Linked DNA regions of Mus musculus: region 2 is linked to region 1. Evidence: chromatin contacts called from public HiChIP or PLAC-seq data. All regions are on one chromosome and are shown on one strand. The core of a region is the stretch at or near the end of the contact, and the rest is flanking DNA. Distances in the headings are between cores, read along the strand shown. Region 1 overlaps Mtus2 (microtubule associated tumor suppressor candidate 2). Region 2 overlaps Alox5ap (arachidonate 5-lipoxygenase activating protein).

What was found. HiChIP or PLAC-seq counts read pairs in DNA pulled down with a chosen protein or histone mark.
Region 2: an H3K4me3 HiChIP or PLAC-seq map of bone marrow-derived macrophages shows a contact between it and region 1, with 6 times the contacts expected there. The contact joins two enhancer-like sites. A contact is called at or near these places in 5 of 39 promoter capture datasets (3T3-L1-derived adipocytes, hippocampal neurons, liver and 1 more), 1 of 115 datasets of contacts at active chromatin or transcription factors (bone marrow-derived macrophages) and 1 of 9 other capture datasets (liver).

Annotation. Positions count from the first base shown.
Region 1 is chr5:148,308,173-148,313,697 of GRCm38.p6, forward strand. It overlaps Mtus2 (microtubule associated tumor suppressor candidate 2), which reads left to right. Exons shown (of 15, transcript NM_001359503.1): 15 at 5,134-5,525. The coding sequence ends at 5,347. Among named protein-coding and RNA genes, the nearest start is that of Slc7a1, 89 kb to the right of the region's middle. Within about 2 kb of position 2,824, at least 77 of the 459 cell types and tissues checked have an H3K27ac peak or open chromatin away from gene starts, as enhancers often do. A contact at or near this core is called in bone marrow-derived macrophages, where this site is marked.
Region 2 is chr5:149,271,342-149,276,866 of GRCm38.p6, forward strand. It overlaps Alox5ap (arachidonate 5-lipoxygenase activating protein), which reads left to right. Exons shown (of 5, transcript NM_009663.2): 2 at 1,040-1,139. Among named protein-coding and RNA genes, the nearest start is that of Alox5ap, 9.1 kb to the left of the region's middle. Within about 2 kb of position 3,285, at least 78 of the 459 cell types and tissues checked have an H3K27ac peak or open chromatin away from gene starts, as enhancers often do. A contact at or near this core is called in bone marrow-derived macrophages, where this site is marked.

The DNA of each region.
Region 1 (5,525 bases), core at 1,574-4,073:
AATTATTAGAGGACCCATCAGAGTAGACATGAGGGTGGTCAACCAAGGGGATTTATTCTTCAGGAGCTCGCTTTACGTGAGAGGCATGAATCTAAGCAGAGATGCCTTCTACTTTGACAACAGTGGGGGTGGTCAGCAGCATGATGTAAGGGCCTTTCCAACGAGGTTCTAGATTGCCAGCTCAATGTCGTTGGACGAGAACTGCCTCTCCCACCTGGAACTGGTGTGGTACCATCAAATCTCCTGGTTTGTAGGCCTCCTTGAGCTGCCCCCAGGCAGTGTTTCTGACCACTTCTAGGGCTTTCATGCGTGTAAACAGTGAAAGACCAGGGTTAAATTCTAGAGGATCTAACACTCTCCCCACTTCAGTGAGTGGGGGAGGTCCCCCCGTACAGGATTTCATATGGAGTGAGCTTAAATTTTCCCGGTGTGTTCCTGATGCGGAAAAAGGCAAAGGGAAAAAGAGCTGTCCAGTCATTCCCGCCGGTCTCTAAGGCCAATTTAGTCAAGGTCTCTTTTAGAGTTCTATTTATCCTTTCTACCTGTCCTGAACTCTGGTATCCCGAGCTTTTGTCCCCGCCGGCAAGAACACACTCAGGACAACCGGAATCTTCTGCGGCAAAGCTTTTATTGCTTACTTATCAGGAGGGAAGACCCCCGAACCGGGAAAATGGCACTGCTTATATAGCCCGCAGTGTGACGTTTCAGCACCTAATGTAGTGTGACAGCTCCTGATTCGTTGCTCGCCCATCACCCCATTACTACGCCGCGAGATGGGCAGTGACTAGGCGTGAGTTCACTCTTGCACTTGCGTATAAGGCTTGTTTACTAGTTAGGTGCAGTGGAAGCCAGCGCCATCTTATAATGGCGATTGCTCATGGCACGCACGCGATTGCTCGTGACACGGCTCTCCACACTCTGGGATCTACAAGCACAGTGTAATTTCCAATCAATTCCCAGTTGAATGGCCAGTCCCTAACTTACCTGGGCAACAAAGGCGGGTCTGTTGTCAGACCCTATTACCTTAGGTAATTTTTTCTAGGATCTTCTTAACCACAACATTGGCAGTTTCTTTTGTCATTGGGTAGGCCTCCACCCATCTTGAAAAGGTATCTATAAAAACTGCTATTGGTATAGATGTTAATGGGCCGCCCCTCAGCCATCTGAAGGGCCTTCTACTAGGAAGCTGCTTCTGTGTACCAGTTTGGAACGCCTGGCCACAGCTGGTTGCTTAGATCACTATGGATCCCGGTTTCTTCTGCAAGGATGTCCTCCTAGCAGTGAATGGGCAAGGACTTGTCCGTTTCAGGCAGGAGGGTAGCAGGATTGAGGATAGCAGGAGGAGCAAACACGACCCATTCAGTCAGCAACAGACTCTGGTAGTGGGTCATTCCGGCATTTGTCATCCATCGGTCTGGGGACTGGCAGATAATGCTTTCAAGAGAGTGGGGGGCTACCACAGTTATTTGCTGTTCCAAAGTTAACTTGTCGGCATCCTTAACAAGAAAGGCTACTGTAGCAACGGCCTTTAAACATGTGGGCCATCCGCTGGCCACTGGGTCCAGCTTGTTAGACAAATATGCCACGGGCCTCTTCTATGGCCCTAGAGCCTGAGTAAGAACCTCTGGCCACCCCCGCCCTCTCATCAACATAGAGGATGAAGGGTTTGGTTAGATCTGGCACAGTCAACAGGGCCTCTTTAATATTTTCAAAGGCTCTCAGATGTTCTGATATCCATCTGAATTCTCTACTTTCTTTGGTCAGGGGGTACAAGGGGGCAGCCAGTGTTGCAAACCCAGGTATCCAAAGTCTGCAGAACCCAGCAGTGCCCAAGAATTCTCTCACCTGTCTTGGAGTAGCCGGTGCCAGTATTTGAGTCACAGTCCTTTTTCTTTGTAATAGGCACATTGGTCCTTCTGTAAAGTCTTCTGGGCGGGTCTTCTTCCTCCAGGTCTAGGTTCCCTGTTGCCCAGGTACCCTGTCTGTCTATTCTCAGGCCTGTTTCTTCTTTCACACTCCCCTACTACTGAGGCCAAAATCCTGCTTAAGTTCCTCTCCTGTCTTCTATCCCTTTTATTCTCTCTCTCTTCCTCCGTCTCTCTCGTGATATACCTTTTTTGCCTCCTTGACTAAATCTTGTAAAGCCGTGGCATGTAATCTTTCTAGTCTCTGTAACTTTCTCTTAATATCTGATGCTGATTGCCCTATAAAAGCCATAGCAACCACGGCTTGTTGACCCTCAGAGGTCAGGTCAAAAGGAGTCTAGCGTCTATAAGCTTCCATCAATCTTTCCAGAAAAACAGATGGGGGCTCGGTAGGACCCTGCATCACCTCTCTTACCTTAGCCAAATTGGTGGGGCATCTCGCTGCTCCCTTTAGATCAGAGCCCGGTGGTAAACTGCCAACCTCTCTCTACCTTGAGCCATATTGTAGTTCCAATCTGGCCGGTCCAGAGGGAACCCAGTGTTAATCTCATTAGGTAGGTTGGTTGGGACTCCATTCACTCCGGGAACATTTTTCTGAGCCTACAGGAAAATGCGCTCTTTTTCTTCAGTGGTAAACGGAACCTGGAGGAGCTGCTGACAATCATCTCAAGTGGGTTGATGAGAAAACATAAGAGACTCCACCAGCCCCGTCAGGCTGGCCAGATTCTCAGAAAAGGAAGCATGGTTAGCTTTCCAACTGTACAGATCTGCAGAGATTGCGGGTCCGAGGGCAGGTCGCCCACAGCTGGCAGAGGAAAAGCAGAAGTGGTGTCAGGAGCTCCATCTGCTGGGGGAATCTGGGCTCATCGTCTCCGGGTCCTGGCTGCCATCCCTCCAGCTGTGCTGTGGAGGAGCAGACCCAGGGGGCGGGGGAGGGTAGAAGATAGGGTGAAGGGGAAGGAACTTGGGGGGAGCTGTGGGTTGAAGAGGAGGCTCCGTTTTGGGAGGAACCTTTTGGTTTCACTTTTGTTTTCGAGAAGAGTCAGGGCTCGGGAGCCTGACCTACACTGGGGAATCCATGGTTTGATCTATGACGATGGATTCTGGACGAGGTCCTGCCAGACAGTAATGTAAGGCTGTTGATCTGGGTGGGACCCAGGTCTGCTCTGAAAAACAATGGCTTTAACTTTAAAGATAAGAGTCAAATCAAAAGTCCCATCCGGTGGCCATCCTACATCAAAAGTCGGCCACTTGGAGGCACAAAAAGTCTGTCAAGGTCTATTCTTAATTTCTACTGAAAGATTATGGGCCCTTGACCTAACTTCAGTCCAGTGGTCTAAAGTCAAACTTAGGGGGGTCATTACAGTCTGTGCCATTGTCCAAATCACCGAAAACACGAAACAGGTACACACACACACACACACACACACACACACACACACACTGACAAATGCCCATCTTCTAATGGACAGACAAAACCAACTCAGAAATGCAAAAGGTCAGGTAAGTACATAAGTCCTCCAATCTAGGAAGACTACCAACTCTTCACTCCCCATCCCAGACGGACTCCTGGAGTCCTTCCCCTCACTCCAGGGCATCCCCCAGAGCGGGCAGTGGGTGATTCCAGCATGTCTGCTGTTCACACTCCATGCCTCATCTTGAGGTGCAGGTCTCCGCTTCTCATGAAACGTTGCAGCTGCAAATTTCAGCACCGAACATCCCCGGCTCACAGAAATATTTTTAGACAAGAAATCTCACCTCCAAGTGGGTCTTCGGAGATGTGGGTGGTCGCGCCAATCCCGGGACGAGCCCCCAATGAAAGACCTTGGAAGGGAGACCCTCACTCAAGTCTCGGGATAATAACGGACCCCCAAGAACTCACAAGAGACCAAGCTTGATGCAAACCACACGAGGCTTTATTGGGGGGGGGGGAAGCCAGAGCTCTGGGGACGACTCGTACCCCACACAGGGGTAGAGGAGTCGACCCCGAGGGGAAAGGGGTCCCAGTTTTTATAGGCCCCCAGGGGGGAAAGGAGAAGGAGGGAGTAGGGGATTACCCAATCTAAACAATGTCTAGTCTCAAGAAATGGGTATGGGAGGGGTCAAGGAAAGAGTCTGGTGCAGGTGCAGCAACTCAGGATTGGCCCCGGCTGTAGTTGCTGGGGAGATTTTCTGACTCTTCCCCAGCAACCAATATCACAAACACCTGGCAATGGGCTTCATCAGTGGGCACACACATGGGTTTAAGGAATGGTCAGAACATTGGCAGACACATGGGTTCTAGGAGCAGCCAGAGCATTGTACACCTCTATTTTTCTAAATCAGTGAAGCTAGTTCTGCTAACAATGAAATCTATTTTGCCAATTTCAAGGCTTCTGTGACCTTTTACATTCTGTCAGGATCTTTCACTTCTAAAACACATAATGGAATAGACAGGCCACTCAGTGGTTAAGAGCACTGGCTGCTCTTCCAGAAGACCCAAATCTGATTCCCCGTACCTACTTGACAGCACACAACCATCTGTAACTCTAGTTCCAGGAGACCCACGCCCTCTTCTGGCCTCCATAGACACTGCATGCAAGTGGTTCTCAGACATGCATGCAGGCAGAACACTTACACACAGTAATTATAGAAATTACTGAAAACATGCAGCAAAGCCAGCAACTTAAGCACCATATCACACACACACACACACACACACACACACACACAACATGCCTTTCTGCCCCCTTCATTAGCCAACAGTGAACAAACATCTGTTTTTCTGAGTGCCATCCAAGAACATAACAGAGCCTCCACCCCTGCCCTCTAGGGCTTGTGGTCCAGCAGACAGACAGGTAGACAGACCGACTCTACAGCAGAGCTAATGACTCTGCTCACAGAGGCATGTACCTAGGGCAGGAGGTAGCGGGAAAATCTTCCTGGATGACTGGCAGCTGTTAGTCCGTACCCTGACCACAGCCAGAGGCAATCTCCATCTCTCTAAGCGACCCCTCCTATGGGCTTCTGGCAGCATGCTCATTTGGCCTACCATCTCCCCCCTTTCCGCTCCAGCCTCTCACCTTTCTCTGTGCATGACTGCCACAACCTCCCCTAACCCAGCAGAGAGACTTGTGAGCCATGAGGTATCGCCCCTGGCCTCTGCCCGTCAGCCTCAGTTGCGTTAGTAGGCCTGCCTGCTGCCTAACCATTGTTCTCTTTCGTGCAGACAACTGTCGGAGGAAAATGCAAACCTCCAGGAATACGTGGAGAAAGAGACCCAGGAAAAGAAGAGACTGAGCCGAACCAACGAAGAACTACTTTGGAAGCTCCAAACGGGGGACCCAACCAGCCCGATTAAACTCTCCCCTACATCTCCAGTGTACAGAGGCTCCTCCTCTGGACCCTCCTCTCCGGCCAGAGTCAGTACCACACCTAGATGACATCACCCTGCCACCCATAGGAGCTCAGGCTTCTGCCCATCTGAGGGCGTGCTGGCCAGGTGCCGGTGGCCACCTTGTGCGCATGCTCGGTAGCTGCACAGTGCGCATGCTCGGTAGCTGCACAATGCATCTTAGGCAGCGTCCTCTCTGACCCTTGTGCAAGACCATCCTGGTATTG
Region 2 (5,525 bases), core at 2,035-4,534, 960 kb after region 1:
ATACGTTATTGAAATAATCATTCACTGGGGCTGCAGAGATGATTCGGTTGTTAAGCTGCTCTTGCAGAGGACAGGAGTTCAATTCCCAGCACTCACAGAGTGGCTCACACTCAACCATCTATACCACCAGATCAGGGAAATCTGATGCCCTCCTCTGGCATCCATGGGTACTGCACATGTATGGTGCATATACTTCCAAGCAGGAAAAACACCCACATACATTTTTAAAAATTAGATTAATCTATATAATTGGAACATTATCCCTTAAAAACAATCATCCACCAACCACCTCCACCCCTTTAGCGACACTTGTTGTTCTGCCCAGTCCTAAGTCCTGTCTCAGTCTATCTTCTGTCTGGAGCTGGACCTGCTGAGTCACAGACACATGATCCTTGCTTCTGGCCTTTGTATATGCTTCTCTGCTGGAGCACAGCCGATTCCCCGCACACCCCCTGCTCCCTACAGCCACTTGGCAAATTCCTACCTAGTCTTCAGATTTCATCTTAGTTATCATTTTCTCGGGACACCCTGTGACAAGACCAATAAATTGAACTACTGTCTTTGACCCTTCCAAGCCCTGCATATTTAATCAATCTCCTTGACGTAGAACATTCTGTAGAGCCATGTCTACTTTTTTTTGTTATCTATATTTCTTCCCTACCCCCCTTCCGAGACAGGGTTTCTCTGTGTAGCCCTGACTGTCCTGGAACTCACTCCGTAGACCAGGCTGTCCTCAAACTCACAGAGATCCGCCTGCCTCTGCCTCCAGAGTGCTGGGATTAAAGGCGTGTGCCACCACTGTGGTTGTCAATATCTTTCAACTGTGAGTTTCTTAAGGCAAATTGGTGACACTCCCGCGCCACCAAATGCATCAGTGAGGGGGCCTGAAACATTCTTGGTGAGTGACGTTTCTGGTAGGGAGGATGTGGAAGACTGGACAGCAAATCCAGGAAGCATTACAATGTTTTAGCAAAACAGTTAAAGAATGATCTCTCTCTCTCTCTCTCTCTCTCTCTCTCTCTCTCTCTCTCTCTCTCAGCGTTCTTTGCCCACAAGGTGGAGCATGAAAGCAAGGCGCATAATGGGAGAAGCTTCCAGAGGACCGGGACTCTTGCCTTTGAGCGGGTCTACACTGCCAAGTGAGTTTAAACTCCGGTGCTGCTAAAATAATGGTGGGGACATGGGCATGGCGGAATGAGACTATCCCCCATGCAATATCTGCCTCTGCCAACCTGCAGAGTGTTCAGGAGGCAGGCTGCTGGATGCCCTTCCTCATCTTGGTGCTCCCTAGTCTTAGAGGAAGGAAGTGTGATGGGGGAGGGGAGGTGTGGTCTCTATGATCCAGTAACGCCCTGGCAGCCTTTAGTGCCTGCACTGACCAGTTTCCTGTGGGTGTTGAAGCCCTTCAACTCAAGCCAGATGTTCACACAGCAGCTCAAGAAGTGTCTTCCACACACCACCCTGGGCTTGTCCAGTGGTGGTCTGGATGACGTCACTGAGTTTCATAACAGGGGGGCCCCTTGAGCAATCAAACCGAGGACAGAAAGGCGGAGGCTCTGAGCAAGTCCCCTGCCCTCTTGCCTTGACTTTTGAATAGAAGAGCTGTTGGGAGACACATGAGTGGCTCTGGAAAGAGGTTTGTGGAGTTCTACTTGGCTTGCAAACCTGAAGTGACATGAATCAAACATGATTGTCCTTTAAGTCATCTTGGGGTCAGCTAGGCATACCTGCCGTTAGTCAGAAGGACAGGCTCCCCGCTTTGATAGAGGGCTACCTTGAGAGTGGGTGTCAGTTCCAACCTCAGGAGTGAATTTGATTCTTCCTAAGGTACTTTCAAGGGGGGAAATCATGGCCACCGACAATTGGACCAAACTCAGAGAGTTTCTCTAGGAAACTCAGAAAGCCCTTGAGGCCCCTTCCAGATGTGTGAGCAGCCAGTGGGGCTCCCACTCAGCTACCCTTTGCTCCCTGTGGACTGAAGGGATTGAGGGATGAGGATGAGACAGAGCTCTCAGGCGAGCATGACTTCTCATAGAGACTCTCTCTGTGAGGTGTAGGGCATGTGTACATCCCAGGTAGGGTCTTCTCCATTGAGGTTCCCCAGCTGGGGCTCCTTTTGTCCTTAAGCTTATAAATTGATGCACGCCTCATCTGGAACACTCACAACCATCCTAGGAACCTCTTCAGATCATCCCTGGATGTTCACTTTCCATCCCACCTGCCCACTCTTCCTTAGCAGATACTCCTACCAGCTTAAGGGCATCCTTTGCTGCAGGGTCCACAGGGAGATTTCTTTGTTACCATCTAGAGCTTGGCTTCCCTAATTGTCAATGTCAATCTAAGGCATTCAAAGACTTTAAGAGGCATTATAAATCCATCCGAAGAAGAAGAAGAAGAAGAGGGAGATGACTATGTAGGTTGTCACCAATGTATTTGCATCATCCTTCTGTGGAGATAACACAAAAGGGTCCCTGGGAAATGTCATGAGCGGGAGATATGAAGATATCTCTGATCAGGGTTGGGGACAAAATTGCTCAAAGAAAACCACCACAGACTCCAGCAGCGGGGGGTGAGTAGTGTCCCTCTGTGCAGATGATTACTTTCTCACAGTGACCCTGAGATTTTATGGACTCCACCCCTCCACCCGCCTGTGTGTTGTCCCCACTCCCCACCCCCTGCCCACATGCACATTCTTAGAAGCTGAGTTTCCACCATACTGGCAATGGGCAGTGAATGAAGCAACCCTGGGTGATCTTTCCTTTCCTTTCCTTTCCTTTCCTTTCCTTTCCTTTCCTTTCCTTTCCTTTCCTTTCCTTTCCTTTCCTTTCCTTTCCTCTCCTTTCCTCTCCTCTCCTCTCCTCTCCTCTCCTCTCCTCTCCTCTCCTCTCCTCTCCTCTCCTCTCCTCTCCTCTCCTCTCCTCTCCTCTCCTCTCCTCTCCTCTCCTCTCCTCTCTCTCTCCCCCTTTCTTTCTTTCTTTCTTTCTTTCTTTCTTTCTTTCTTTCTTTCTTTCTTTCTTTCTTTCTTTCTTTCTTTCTTTCTTTCTTTCCACATAGTTTCTCTGTGTAGGCCAGGCTAACCTCAGATGTGTGGTCCTCTTGCCTGTGCCTTACTCAGCCCTGGGATTCCAGATGTGTATCACTTATGCCAGGTTGTCGCTATCTCACGTCTGTCACTTGCCCCCAGGAGAGAAAAAAACTTTGTTTCTACAAACCCAGGGTTCCTCTGGCTGCTGGCCTCCAAATTGCAGAAGTATCTAAGGCTGGTGGTTGAGCTGCATGGCCTGTGGGAGTGGTTTAGAAATTCTATGATGGTGTGGGGGTTCCAAGGGTAAGAAGATGTGCTAGGTTAGCGCTGAGTGATTGTTGTGTTTCGGGGAACTGACCATGAGGACTTTGTAACTGTCCTCAAACTCACAGAGATCTGCCTGCCTCTGCCTCCCCAGTGTTGGGATTAAAGGCGTGTGCCACCACTGCCTGGCTTGTAGCCCAGTTTTCAAAATCCACGAGTCTTCATCACTCAGCCTTGTGAGGTGAAGGAGAATAAGCAGATAGGGAAGTCGTGTGTGGAGAGGTTGGCGAAGGGAAGAGAGTTTTCGATCAGATAGGGATTGCTCAGACACTGCTGTGGTTCTGTTGAGGACCGCTTCCTCCTTCAGTCGACAAGCACTTGGCCACGCCCATGGAGGCTGCGCAAGAGGCTGGAGATCTGTGTAGCCGGATACTGGCTGTCTGCCTATGCCTGGAGAACACCAGGAAGGCGGTGATGATATTCTAACAGAAAGCCACAGCAACAGTCTTTCCTCCAGGGCCCTCTAGAAGAGTCAAGAAGAGGTGGAGGAACAACAACAACAAAAAGGATTATTTAAATAGTCAATTATTTTTATTTTATGTTCATGAATGCCTTGCCTGCATGCATGTCTGTGCACCATGTGTGTGCAGTGCCTATGCAGACCACAAGAGGGAGTCAGCTCACTGGATCTGAACTTATCAGAGGCTTGTAAGCCTCACGTAGGTGCTGGGACCTAAACCTAGGTCCTCTGCAAGAGCAGCCAGTGCTCTTAACCCCTAAGACATTTCCTTATCCCAAAAGCATGCATTTAATCCTACTATTTAAAACTTAAGATGTGAAGTTGTACCTGTTCTTACAGAATGACAGTACTGTACACAACTTACCCCACAAACATATCTGTCATAAGCTGTAAAACCCAGATTTTGGTAGGATCATGAATATTTTGAAATCTTGGCTATGAAAGTCAAGTGATATCTACTGATGAACATAAAAGCCCAAGGTGTGTTATTTTTAGCATGAGCTATGACCTTCACGGGATATAGCTAGCTTGAGAGGCCGGGCTTAACAGATGCCCTAGCCAACATCAGTGCAGTTCAGCAGGTCAGACACCCTTGACTAACAGCCTGTCTGACCACCTGTCTTGCTCTAGGCTGGACCTTGACTCTTTCAGTGCAGAGAATGTAGTTCAGTGCCTCTGGTCTTGGCACATAAGCTCAGCTAGTGAGCCTGTGTCAAAGTTTGGTTAGTTGACGGCAGGCTCTTCCTTGTGAGTATGGATAAGTGTAGGTGTGAGCTGAGACAGGTGTTCAGAGATGTGTAATTCCCTGAAGTGTGTTCCGAGATTCCAAGTTCATGGGTCATTAACCAATGTTACAGCAGGAAGGAAGTGCTTCCTGTGGTACCCGAGACGCTCCAACATGCTAAAGACCGTCTACCTCACCACGAGGGGGTGTCATAATTAACCACAGTGGCTCCCCCTTCCTCCTCACTTTTTTTGTCAGTACACAGTCTGAGAAACGTCACGCTAATGTCACAATACTCCAGCCCCTCTTGGTGTCCACTGGGAGCTCACTTTTCAAGCAGGGTGTAGTAATGAAAAGGGTATAGTAATTTTAAGTCTGCAAGGAGCCTATTGGCTGGTGTCGATAGTATGTCAACGGTGTCCTGGTATTTCGTTACCTTAACTTAATCCAAACAAACTAACAGAATTTTAAATTGTTCCTCTATTATATTTACAAAGGTTGGGGGGGGGGGAGGAAAGAGAAGGTAGCCTCGGTCTCTCTACAAAACAGGCAGATCCTGGCACTTCAGCTTGAATACAGCGTGGCGATTTACCGCAAGACCAGCTGAGCAGATCCTGGTTAGGCCTCGAAGCGAGAGTCGAGATGGGTTTGCCAGTTTTGTTTTGAAGAAGAATAGGAAAGATACAAATCTATTCAAACGGAAAAGAAATGTAATAGTAATATTTGGGGGGAAGTTTCATTCAGATATACCAGCTCTACACAGAACATGTTTCATTTGGAAGAAGGTGACAAAAATACAGGCAGGACAGTGGAGAGCCTACTCTAGTCACTGGGTGTTTCTCTCTAAGGTACAGACTCTTGGGCAGCTAGGGACCCCCTTCCTTTCATTACCTAGCCAAAATGACCACTTCAAGGGCTATAGAGATGACTCAAGCAATAAGTGCTTGCCGTGGGCTGAAGTTCAATCCTCAGCCATCACGTGAATGGACAAG